2 separate regions of the Columba livia genome follow, and region 1 is linked to region 2. The links are chromatin contacts, called in public Hi-C maps. All regions are on one chromosome and are shown on one strand. The core of a region is the stretch at or near the end of the contact, and the rest is flanking DNA. Distances in the headings are between cores, read along the strand shown.

Region 1 (5,907 bases), core at 1,396-3,895, 71 kb after region 2:
CACTTCTAAAACAAACTCCTAATAAAAACATATTACTACTATCATTTAACAGTGTTTGCAGTGCACTTAGCGTAAAAGATGCTGTTATAATCTAGAAGATGGAACTGCTATCTGCATGACCCTAATTTCCCCTCAAATTACTCCTAGTTTTGTATAAACAGAAAAGCCAAACGATTAACAGAAAAAAAAGCCTTATATAAATGATGTTTAGTTTTACCAACTACCTTCCTCAATTGAGATGCCATCACCATTATTAATATCATCAAGTTTGGAAGAAAAACTGCAAATGAGGCTGCAAGCTCCTTTCTGGCTGGGATGTGTGAAAAATTCATACAAACAGGGTAAGTCACTCTCTCCACTGCACAATCAGCCTATATGCCAAGTGAACAAGCCAAAAGAATGAGGAATTAGTTTTTTCTCTTCTTTTGCTCTTTCAGAGACTATGCTCTCACATGTTACTAGCAGAAAGGTAAAACGAAGGTATATTAGACAGAAGTGTAGTTTAAAAATCTAGTGGTAGCTTTAAAGCTGGTTTGGCAGGACCATAGACTGAGACTTTGTTGAGGTACGGGATTTAAACCCACTGCCACTGAAATGTTACCCTACAGCAGCACCAAAATAGAGTAAATGAAGTGAGAAATTGGCAGAGGTACAGAGCACCAAGTTCACTGTAGACTTATGCAGGGGTTCTGTTGTTTCCAAGATAATCAGGAAAACAAGTATACTTAACTAAAAAAACCATCCAACCATTCCCACCTCCACCCCCAACCACCGCCCCAACATGTGTTCAAACGGATTAAAACCTGCCAGGATCCCAGATGAGCCCAAAAAGGACCCCGAGCACAGCCGTGCCCTGCAGATAACACCATTGCCAAAGGGGAAAGAGGACCCAAAGCCAACCCCAACTTCTTCTAACATGAGAACAGCTCTTTCAAGGCATTATGAACACCAGGCAGAGCACCACCGGCATTGGATCGAGCAGTAAAAATTGAGGAGGGGTGATCATATCGGCTGCAGGAAGCCCTGGCTGTTGTTGTTCACACGGGACGCGATGTAGCGATCCAAATATTTCAAAGCAAATACTTCACGCAGAGCCACCCCTCCAGCTAAAACCGTGTAAATAATACACAGGAGGAGTGTGCTGTTAATTGAGTATCTTCTGAACAGCCAAGAGACAGGAAGACTCCAGTCAAAGGTGACTCTTCATTTTAACTTATATCACTGAAGAGCACCAACATAAATGAAGTCCTGAGGACAGGATCAAAGTAGAATAGGGACTTTCTTTTTTATATCCTTGAATTTCCTGTCTCTTTTCCACACTGAAATTTAATTTCCTTTTCAAAGAGAGCTTTTGGAGCTTATGAAAATTGACCCAAAAGATTACAAGGGCTTTGTCACCCTTCCAATCTCTCTGAAAGATCCATAATTAGGGAGGTTTTTCCTTTAACATGTGTGCCCACTAGGCAAATATATAATTCAGACTTACAATGAAATGAATGAGTTATTTCAATGTATTGGATACATACAAGCCCAACCGTTACAAAGAGTTGAAGAATCTCGTGTGTGTCAAACAAGTAAATCTGCACCGAGGCATTTTTTTACTGGTTTGTTTTCATTAATGCCAAGACTAAAATCAATCACGTAAAAGATCTTGGCTCTATGTTTGCTATGGACATAAATATATCAAAGTGCAATCAAAATACACCTAACAACCAAACTGTTGGCCTCGAAGATTAGTTATTTACACTCCTGCGGAAATTAATTCCGCAAACAGATATGTAAGAGTGGGTACCTAAGACAGTTAGTCTGCTTTTTTCCCTCTAACGGGGTAATGCTGGCGTTCCTCTCTCACCGCACAGCCTACCCAAGGGGAAAAGAAATAAAAAAATAAAAATAAAACACAATAAAAAAGAAATCAGGGTACAGGACTCCATCGGGCTGGTCCCTCCCGCTGTTCTCCGCCTGCCAGCGACCACCCCGCAGCCAAGCGGCTCCGCCGGGCAGGGCACGGGGCAGGACCGGTCCCCCGTGGACCGGGGCATGCCGTGGGGAGGACACCCCCCGCCACTGCCCCCCGGAGCTGCACGGGCATCGCCCGAAGGTGCGCCTTGCTCAGGAGCCCACCCCGGCACCCGCAACCTTTCCTTCTGCCCCCCTCCACCGGGGAAATCCCGGCTGGATGGAGGGAAGCCTCCCCGCTTCGGAGTGCCGGGGCACCCGCCGGGGGATGCTGCAATCTCCGTCAGTGCCGGGAACAACCCCTGCTTCTAAACAATAATAATAGGAAAGAAAAAAAAAAAAAAAAGGAAAAGGAAAAGGGGAAAAAAAGAAAGACACAAGACACAACTTAAAGAGTAGAATGAGGAGCTGGAAGGGAGGGGGAGGCTCCCGCCGCGCCTTTCGCAGCAGGGGGGAGCGGGAGAATTTGCAGGTAAGCGGGGAGGAAGGCGGAGGAGGGCGGCGGGGGGGTCCCGCGGTACTCACGGTGGGGCGCTGGGGGGGCCGCCAAGCCCCATGGCCAGGGAAGGGCGGGCTGGCGGGCGGTCGCTGCTGCTGTCGCTGCTGCTGCTGCTGCCGCCGCTTCTGTCGCTGCCTGCGCCGCCCGCGGAGCCTCTCCGGGCGCCCCGTCCCTCCCCTTCCCTCCCCGCAGGGCTTCCTGCCCGCTCATATAACGCGCCCCCAGACACGTGGACGGCGCCGGGGGCCCCGGCGGCTCCTCCTCGGAGCCGGGCAGGGCGGTGCCGGGGCGGCCTCCCCTCCTCCCCCGGACCCGAACCGCTGCGCGGGGCTGCGTGGCCGCGGGGGTTGCGCGGCGCAGGGTGCGCGCTGCGCCCGTCGGGGCTGCGCCCGCCTGCGGGGTCAAGGAGCGGCCGGGGGGTCGCAGCCGCCGACCCCCTGGCTCGCCCCTCCTGCGCCGGGAGGAAATCCCAGCTCCCGATACGACATCCCTGAAGAGTGATCACTCAGAAATAGCCCTGTTCTCACCCCCACCCTGAACCTTCTGTACCTGAAATGGGCTGTGTGGATCCCAGCAGGTATCACAGCAGGGACACCGAAAAAAAATTCGGTTCTTCTCAGAGGAGAAAGCATACTTTGCATCGTTAATAATATATCAGTGCAGCATCAGACATTTTTAAGGCGACTATAAAATGCTGTAGAATTAAAAAGAATACAACATCATTAAAGAATCCCCCAGACAGACACATTCAACTGATAAAGTGTCTGCTAAAACTATTTAACAACATAATGCTGACTTTTTTAGTGTCGATGTGTAAAGGCTGGAGCCGAGACAAGAAGGGGGGAGGTTACAACACCTCCAGAGGAGCAAATAATCTCTCTGGTCTTCTCTCCGGTTCGCCCGTAGGCAGTTTCACATGCACAGTGAATATCTACAGCACATGTCAAGGTAGAGAACGTATTCCTGAGCTCTGAAAAACATGTTTCTTAAAGGTGGACAGCCAGTGCATAACTCCCTTTGTGAAGCAGATAAGTTTATAGGTTATTAATCTAGTTAATGAAACTACCTACATTGTTGTTTTATTCCATCCAGCACAGCATACTTCCACTGGAAACTGTAACACGCTACACAGGAGTTGTAAATCAAAAGCCGTCACTGAGCTTGTTTCCATAGAGTTATATTAGTAAAAGCTTAAGTGTGAATTTAGACCGGTGTCACATTGTGTACCGTGCAGGTATTTGTATTGGGGTGTGAGTACCAGTGACAGGCTGAACTTCCTGCTTAGGAGCATAAACCCCGACAAAACCTTCCAGGGATTCGCCCCCTCACTAAATCCTGTCCCTAGATACTGCAGAGCAACATAGTATTACATCCCTCATAAACAGGGCTTGGAAGGGATTTAATCTAAAGTAATGAGACTTAAAAAAAAAAAAAAAAAAAAAAAAAAAAGCTAGTTGTGTTAGTTGTGTTGGTTCTTTTTTAAACAAGGAATGTATCAACACATGGAATTACTGTGTGTGGGAAACAGTGTAATAAGTAGCTCTTCACTGTTTTTTCCCAGGAGCTGCTTGCCACTTTGCTGAAGGTGGGATAGGGCCCTTGAGGAGCCCCGATTCGATCACCTGTGACAGTTTCTGTAACCCTCTCAACTTGATATTCCCACCTTCAGGGAAATTAGTTGAATTTGCTGCTTCATTTCCTTCCTGATGATTGTGAGTGGGTCTGTTTATGAAAAAGCCACTGGGGACCAGCTCACCAGCAAAAAAAAGAAAAGGCAGTGCATCAGGTTTGAAGATCTCTCTCAGGCATTTCTGAGAGGATGGATGGAATGAGAGAGTGATGAGGGCTCTGAAGAATACTCTATAAAAGCAAGGAGAAGGAAAGGAAAGGAAAAGTCTGGGCACTCTGCATTTCACTACCTCTTGTACCACATCTGGTTTGTCCATAAGTTTAACAGAGAAAAAAAAATATTATAGTAAAACAAGTGATTTCTTATCATACAGTAGATAAAGTTTTACTAGTGTGTCTGCAGGTTGTATCAAGGGAAGCACCCTGCAGTCAAGAATGTCTTAATTAATGCTAGTTAATCAAGATGACACCAGAACAGGTTGCCCAGAGAAGCTGTGGTTGCCCCCTCCATGGAAGTGTTCAAGGCCAGGCTGGATGGGGCTTTGGGCAACCTGGTCTAATGGAAGGTGTCCCTGCCCATAGCAAAGCAATGAGAACTAGGTGATCCTTAAGGTCCCTTCCAACCCAAATCATTTTATGATTCCATAACAGAGACAGGGAGCAGGTTCTGAACAAGGGATATGGGTGGAGCATGGAAAAGTGCCTCAGGTCTCCACTGGTGCTATCTTGAGAAGTAGGAGGCTGAGCGTGGTACAGAGAACAAGCCCAAATTGCCCTGAAACAGCAAGTGTGGAACATACTCATCTTCGTTATACCAGTGTTACACTCAATTAGCTCCTTTGGATGCTCTCAACTTCACCAATGCACCCCAAGGAGTGTGCAGATACCAAGCACCATCTGATCATGCCATAGTAACTACAGCAGGTTCCAACGCAGAGGGCTGGATCTGCTCCCCTTTATACCGTAGCGTTTCCTTAGCAAGTGTCATGTAGATGTTTTTGGGAAAGAATCCAGTATTTGTTTCACAGACAGTATTTCCTCAACAGCTCAGTGAATATGAAATAGTTTGAACTAACCATGCAAATCTCACTTGTCTTCTTATGTAGAGAAATGATATCTATTCTAAACTCTGGGCCAGGGCTTTCAGCTGCTGATGGGGGACAGCTATGCAGACATCAAAGGAGCTGTATCAGCTTTCACCAAGTGGGGATCCAGCCCTTTATTCATATTTAAAAATGCAGATACTGTGTCTAGGTAAAGCATTTTTCTCTATATTTTTAAGTAGCCAATACTTTATTTTATAGCTGTTCCCTCAGTAGCAGGATTGTTTCTCAGTAGTCAATGTTTAAAGGCCCTTCAAGGCTGAAGGGATTAAAAATGAATAATTTAAAGCTGGTCTACGATGCAGAATTTTTAACATATGTTTTACAGGCCATGTAGAACAATCTTTTTTTTTTTCTCTTGTCAGTAGATATTTTACAAACCTGCTGTGCTGGAACCAAAACTCTTTTTATTTAAGACTCAGATTTGAGCCCTCCTATGCATTGACACAGCACCGTGCTGGTGTCTGCAAGCCATAACAAGGAAATCATTATCACCAACACTGGTCAGAAGAAAAAGAGATATGAAGCAATTTCACTGCTTTTTCCTCTTACATACACTGGTAAACCAGATGTGGGCAGAACTAAGGCTCTCCCATCTCAGAAAGCTTTATCCCAAGGTTAAGTCAGAGGAGCTGTAATTTGCTTAACCTAAAGCTGCGAAAGAACTGGACCCAGGTGGTGTTGGAGGAGGCATGAAACGTTGACTTTTGGCTATTT
Region 2 (5,952 bases), core at 283-2,782:
CCGTACCCTGGGCTGGTGCTACTCAAGTGTGACGTGAGTTTAACAACCTGCCATAGTGCATCTCACAAGGTTTTTGCAGAGGTTAATGTGTTTCTCACACCAGGTAGGGATGAGCTAAGTGATTATTTAATAGCCCCAAAGGTCCACAGTTTGGAGCTTGGAGATATAAACTAATACTGGTTAAAGATCTCCTCTGAAGCCTTTGGCAAAACCTGGCCTCCTGAATGAAGGACATGTGCTTTAATCTTTAATTTTAATGCTCTGGGGCTAACACACATTACCAACCCTTGAGACACTAGAAGCCTGAGCTCCTCTGAAAATCAGCCTCTCCAAAGGCTGAGAGAATGAGACATTTTGCTGGAACGCTTGTGGAAGAGGAAACATCTTTTACCTTTCTCTACATAGCCTGCCTTGGTTATGTCCCCAAACCATGCAGCTACATAAGAGAAAAGTCTTTGCACAGTGGCTAAAGTTGCAACATTGGAATGACTATTCTGCCCCATGGGAAACCCTGCCTCCAGTAGGACACGTCTATTAGACCACAGTAAACTTCAACAATGAGCCTAGTCTCAAGGCTTGTTTAATTGGGTGCAGACAGTTATTACAACTGTGGGTTAGGAACATTCTCCAAGAGCCATCGATACCATCTTGAATTCTCCCTTGACTTGAAAACACACAGTGTTGTTTGTTCAGAATTCATTCAGCTCTTTATTCCAAGGAACTGAGCTGGGAGTGAGAAACATCCCTGGTGATCAAATAGTCAAATTATTTTTAAAGAACCTCAAAGGCTTTCCACAGCTCAAAGTGTCATTACATCCAAATAACTGCAACGGATGGGAACAGCAGAACTGCTGTGGATGGCGAGCACAGTTGGCCAACAGTGAACCTTAAATCTCCCTGAGCAGTACGAGAGGAAGCAACACGACCTTCAGAACAGTGGTGATGCTCTGGTATAATCACAAGAATAGTTTCTTTCCAACCTCAGTTATTTAGCTGGCTAAATGAGGCTGATCTGTGTCCTGAAGGGCACACAGCAGCTAAACCTTTTGTTCACCTGAGCCTTGTGAAGTGTGTGTTCTGGTTGTAGTTTTTATGAATATCAAGGGGTTCTTGCAGTCTCCCAAAGTGGCAAAAGACCTACAAGTAGATTAGCAGAACAAGTTCACAAATCAGCATCGCTCACCTTTTCTTTTTTGACTTTGATTTTCCGTGGAACTGGAACATATGTGCTGTTAGAAGAAAAAATTAACACCAAGATTAGTAAAAAGTCAAACACGATAATATTTTCCTGTATTTCCAAAGACAGAATATTCTTCATGTACAGAAATAATTTCAAATCATTTGAAAACAATATATTCAAGCAATTGTTGGAAAATGAGGCTGCAATTAAGTAATGCAGCATAAAAAAGAACTGAGGCGTCATTGAAGCAAGTTTATAGGAAGCCATTATGTTTTTAAATTTTCAAGTTAATTATTGACAGTAGGACACCAAAGATTTAGTTCACAATATATTGTAAAGTCAATATTATACGGAGCCCACGACTTCTTGGCCCGTGCCTGTTGCAGTATTTGCGCTTTGACGAAGGAAAGGGCTTTCCACTTAACTTCATGGCAGAAAAACCTTTTCCCACCAGGGGGAGACTTTTCCCCTCCTAATACTTGTAGCTACCGCATTATTTCCAGAGAAGGTGGTAGTAGAGTTCGTAATTTCTGTTCTTATGTGTAATTCTGGCATTCCCAGTACACGGCCCCTGATCAGAAGGCTATTCCCTCCTCCTCAGGGGGATGCTGAAGGCTTCCTGCAGTTCCCAGCGTAAAACTTCCAAGTCAGACCTTATGACTGGATCAAAATCACGAGTCATGTCTTGAAAACAAAAAGATCTTTTCTTCCCCGTATCTCATGCACAGTGCAGGCGGGCATTGCACAGCTCATCACGAGTGCTGTAAAAATAATAAATCTCCCTGACTTTGTTTCAAGTAAGAAAATTCTGAACTGGCCTTTTAGCTGGACTATATTCCCAAATATACTTTGCATACTTTTTAGATGGGTTGTGATAAATCACCAAAACCTTCCATTAATTCAATCTAAATACTTTTACTTGTGAGGGTTTTTTTTTGTTTGTTTTGATTTTTGTGTTTTTTTTTATTTGTTGTTTGTTTGTTTTGTTTGTTCGTGGTTGGTTGTTCGGGCTGGTTTTCTTTGTTTTCTTGTTAACAACAAGGTTCCTGTGATTAAAGTTTTACTTCTTTTTGAATCACGGATCATCAGCACTTCGAAACATTTGTCTAAGTCTTCCCAGACCAGTGGTGACCTAGCAATGTCCTCATCTCCTTAGGTATCTATCTCCTTTTGCAAAACCAAGCAGAGATACATGAAGATTTTTCACTGTAGAGATTCCTGGAAGACTCGGAGAAGTCAAGTTAAGGCAAGTAGGCTAAATATATGACTGATGAGGTCCTGAAGGTTTTCTGTCCCAGAAAGCTTTCCTAAGTCTTTTCTGGGACAATGCTCAGTCTTAGAAAGCCACTTTGAATAGGACATCCATCAGTCAAATGGGACATGTCCGAATCATTCAGCTATCAATTCAAGCCAATATTAAGGCCATATACAGTTTGGCTTTTCTTCAGAACCATAATACAGGATGCTTATCTTTTTTAACTGAGTATTTATTCTCTTCTAAAATACCAAATTTCAGATATACATATATTTTTTTTAATTTGATGTCTTCTCCCCTTTACAAATGTACAGTCAACAATTCCCCTATACACTGTATCTGACATTGTGTGTTTAAGGCATGCTCATAGGTTTATTCTGTTAGCCTAAAAATTTTGTTAAATGCATTATGATTTGTGAGCTTATGATTTTCTGGTTTTATTGCTCCAGCATGTGCCAGGTTATTAATTATGCAAATTCTCTGCTTTGAGTATGGCAAAAGCCTTAAAATACTGGCATTTCTTCCATGGGGTTAAATTCTCACACACTAATTTATACGAGATGCTTACCAAGCCCGTGTATACAATCTAATTACAAATATGTAATATGTCCTGTAATTTATTAAGCAAAGATGTTTTTCCTTACATGTGCTGTGACTGCCTTGTAGTCAACCACTTATACCTTCCTGATAGGCTAAGGGGCTTACTCAACTTTACTGCTGCAACCCACTTGCTGCCACTTTTGAAGGTAAATACTCCACAAAAAATAGTGAATGGCTTCGCAATCTGGGCACAGAGCAGTGACAGTGCTGGAAATATGGATGGGTGACAACGGCAACAACTGGTCCTCTGCGGGCACCTCTTCCTAGCACAAGGATGGATTTGATAAAGAGGTAGCAAGAGGTTTCAGTCAACTAAAGGCAGCTGGGAACTTTCCATTGCTTCTGATAGGGTTTGCTTCTAGGCTTAACAGCAGACTTTCTCAACCTTTTTTATCAAAACAGTTTCTAAAAGAAAAAGAAAGCCTTTCAAAAAAGGTGAAATCTTTCAGCCAGTTTCTAAGTGTGTGCTGATTTTTCCAAGATATGAGTGTGTCCTGAAGATGGATTCTTTTTTTCCAGACAATTTATGGCTGTATATACTAAGTGCTGTTGGAAAAAAAAGGTTAAAAGAGACTAAACCAGATTTGTTACAAGCTAAAAAGAAGTGAAAAAAATCTAAAATGCATTTGCCAAGAGAGAAAAGAAAAATGAAAGAAATAAAACTCCATTTGTTGTCCCATCAAAAAGTTTTCCTTAAAAATGTCAAGCAGGACTTATCCTCAGTCAACTTGGACATACTTCTCCAAGTTTTAATCTTCTGAGACTCTGAAATTGTGGGGAAAAAAAGCTTAAATGTCTTGAAATACTTCTCTCTGGAATAATGCAATCTGATCTGCTGTTGCTGTTTATGTGTAGCAGGGCACCACCGAGCAACCCCACCCGGCTGTGGCTTTACATCCAGCAGATAACCTCTCACACAGTACAAATGTCATGTATTTCATTCTCTGGATTAGGAAAAGCCCCATTTTATAGGAAGGGAGAGAATCTGCTAGCAGGCATCCAGAAGAAACATGCATTTTGTTCACATTTCTAATTCTAGTTTTGCCATAAATGCATTAAGCAAGAAAGCGTTTTCTTCTGAAAACATGAAGAAATGGAGAATAAATACTAGCATCGTGAGGCAAAACCTGTTAATTTAAATCTAAGGCACACAGGTGACACATGGAACAATGGTGTCTCTTTGGCACAGCTCTCAATCGCCTTCCATCAGGAAAGATTGGCAGAACTCCTGACCAGGGGAGGATGCTGTGGATGGAGGACTAAGCACCACAGTCTGCTTCTGCTCTCATTGCCTTCTTTGAGCAGCCTGCACATCCCTCTTTGCCTCCTCGTCCTCTTCTGCAAGTGGAATAATGTATGTTGGAGGACCACTTGGCCAGCCAAGTACCTCAGGTGGGGTAATCCAGGTGTCTAGGAGCACCAAACACCTGATTTTACGATAGTTTTCTGATGGGTACCACTGGGTACAGACCTGCTGGCTGTATCCACTGTACCGTCAAGAGATGGGAGAGAAGGATGGATGAGCAGAACCTCAAAATGAGGTATTGAACCCCAAAGCCCAGGAAGCTACTGCTCAAACTGGCCACCTCCAGCAGCAAAAATTCCCTCTTTCATTTCTCTGAGACCACTGTGCGGGGCTGGAAAGAGCTGGATCTGGATCTTCTCCTTAAGGACTGCATAACATTAAGCTTTTCCTAGAACGCAAGCACTCAGGACTGATCACTGACTGGAGAGGGTCTGTAAAACTCCCCTAGGCCTCATCAGAAGCAGGGATTTTCCCAGCATGGGCTTCTCTGTCCTACAGCAAGGTATAGGGGCTCCCACCCCTTCAGCTTGTCCACTCTGGGCTGCCCTTACTCACAAGTTGATGGTGCCTGTGGTGAGAGCGGTGACAATCCAGCGCAGGTCCAGGGTTTTGAAGGGGATCAGGATCATGCTCACATTTTCTGCCAGCTCTTTGTAGCTCTCAGGGTAAACGAAGTGGTGAGTGGTCTTGCTTCCAACATCTGATTCGTAGCCAGTGGTGGGGGCACGGTTCATTCTGCAGCCCAAATAATAAGAAGTCAGAGAGTGAGGAACCTGGAGAGGTACTAGATACGTACAAACATGTGTGATTCTTCCCCAAATCATTTGCTTCAGGTGGTAGGGAAATGCTGTCATGGGTAAGGAAAGTGCTGTATGCAGGCTCCTCAGACAACCTTGCAAAAGGTGTTAGTGGTCCTCAAGAAGGCTGAAATGACCATCATCCATGGTGGATAAATTAAAACAAAATGAAAGCTCAGCTTTGGTGTGGGATTCCTTGGACTGAATGGGAGTTTCTGCCAAGCAAGTGTATCTCTGAGCACATCACCGACTACCCTTTTCAGTCAATGGAGCACTGGTCAAAAGAGCAGTGGGTCCATGAGGACACATCTCCTTTCATCCTGAAGCTAAAGCCTCCAGTAGGTGGGAAAAACATTGGCCTGAAGTCCATTGGGTTGACTTTTTGCAGTTTCATTCCCCCCATGTGTACAGGTGTATTTGGATGTCTAGGGTGAAGGTAAAAAACATGATACATGTGATAAGAAGCAGCAGATATTTCTTATAGCCCTCCCATGAAAAGGCATCAAAGCCACAGTGACAAATCCAGGACCTTCTGCTGACACTTCGTTTACTCAAACCTTACTTTGTAGCATGCCCCCTAAAACTGGTACCTCTACTTAGGGTTGCTCTGCACACACATGGTCTGCTTTAGTAACTCTGGGGCCAGTGCATGGAGATCTGCTCGTGGCCCACCAGGGCTCAGTCAAAATGTACTGGTGAAACAGGGCTACCTCACATTGGGTGTATCAAGGAACAGAGCCGGGGGTTTCACAACTCAGAACTGCAGAAATACCTCTATGCTTGTGTTCCCTTCTGAAAGCAAAACTGGCCACAC

Evidence for each region. Hi-C and Micro-C count contacts between places; a contact is called where the count stands out from the background.
Region 1: a Hi-C map of crop shows a contact between it and region 2, with 4 times the contacts expected there. The contact joins the promoter of ST3GAL1 here to the enhancer-like site in region 2. A contact is called at or near these places in 2 of 2 Hi-C or Micro-C datasets (crop and liver).

The regions. Positions count from the first base shown.
Region 1 is chr2:154,309,978-154,315,884 of bColLiv1.pat.W.v2, forward strand. ST3GAL1 (ST3 beta-galactoside alpha-2,3-sialyltransferase 1) reads right to left here and starts at 2,646. Exons shown (of 7, transcript XM_065054456.1): 1 at 2,485-2,646. It overlaps LOC135578713 (a long non-coding RNA gene), which reads left to right and starts at 2,298. Exons shown (of 3, transcript XR_010470811.1): 1 at 2,298-2,431.
Region 2 is chr2:154,239,924-154,245,875 of bColLiv1.pat.W.v2, forward strand. ST3GAL1 (ST3 beta-galactoside alpha-2,3-sialyltransferase 1) reads right to left here. Exons shown (of 7, transcript XM_065054456.1): 4 at 4,897-5,076; 5 at 1,184-1,229. Among named protein-coding and RNA genes, the nearest start is that of ST3GAL1, 70 kb to the right of the region's middle. Within about 2 kb of position 1,533, at least 1 of the 3 cell types and tissues checked has an H3K27ac peak away from gene starts, as active enhancers do.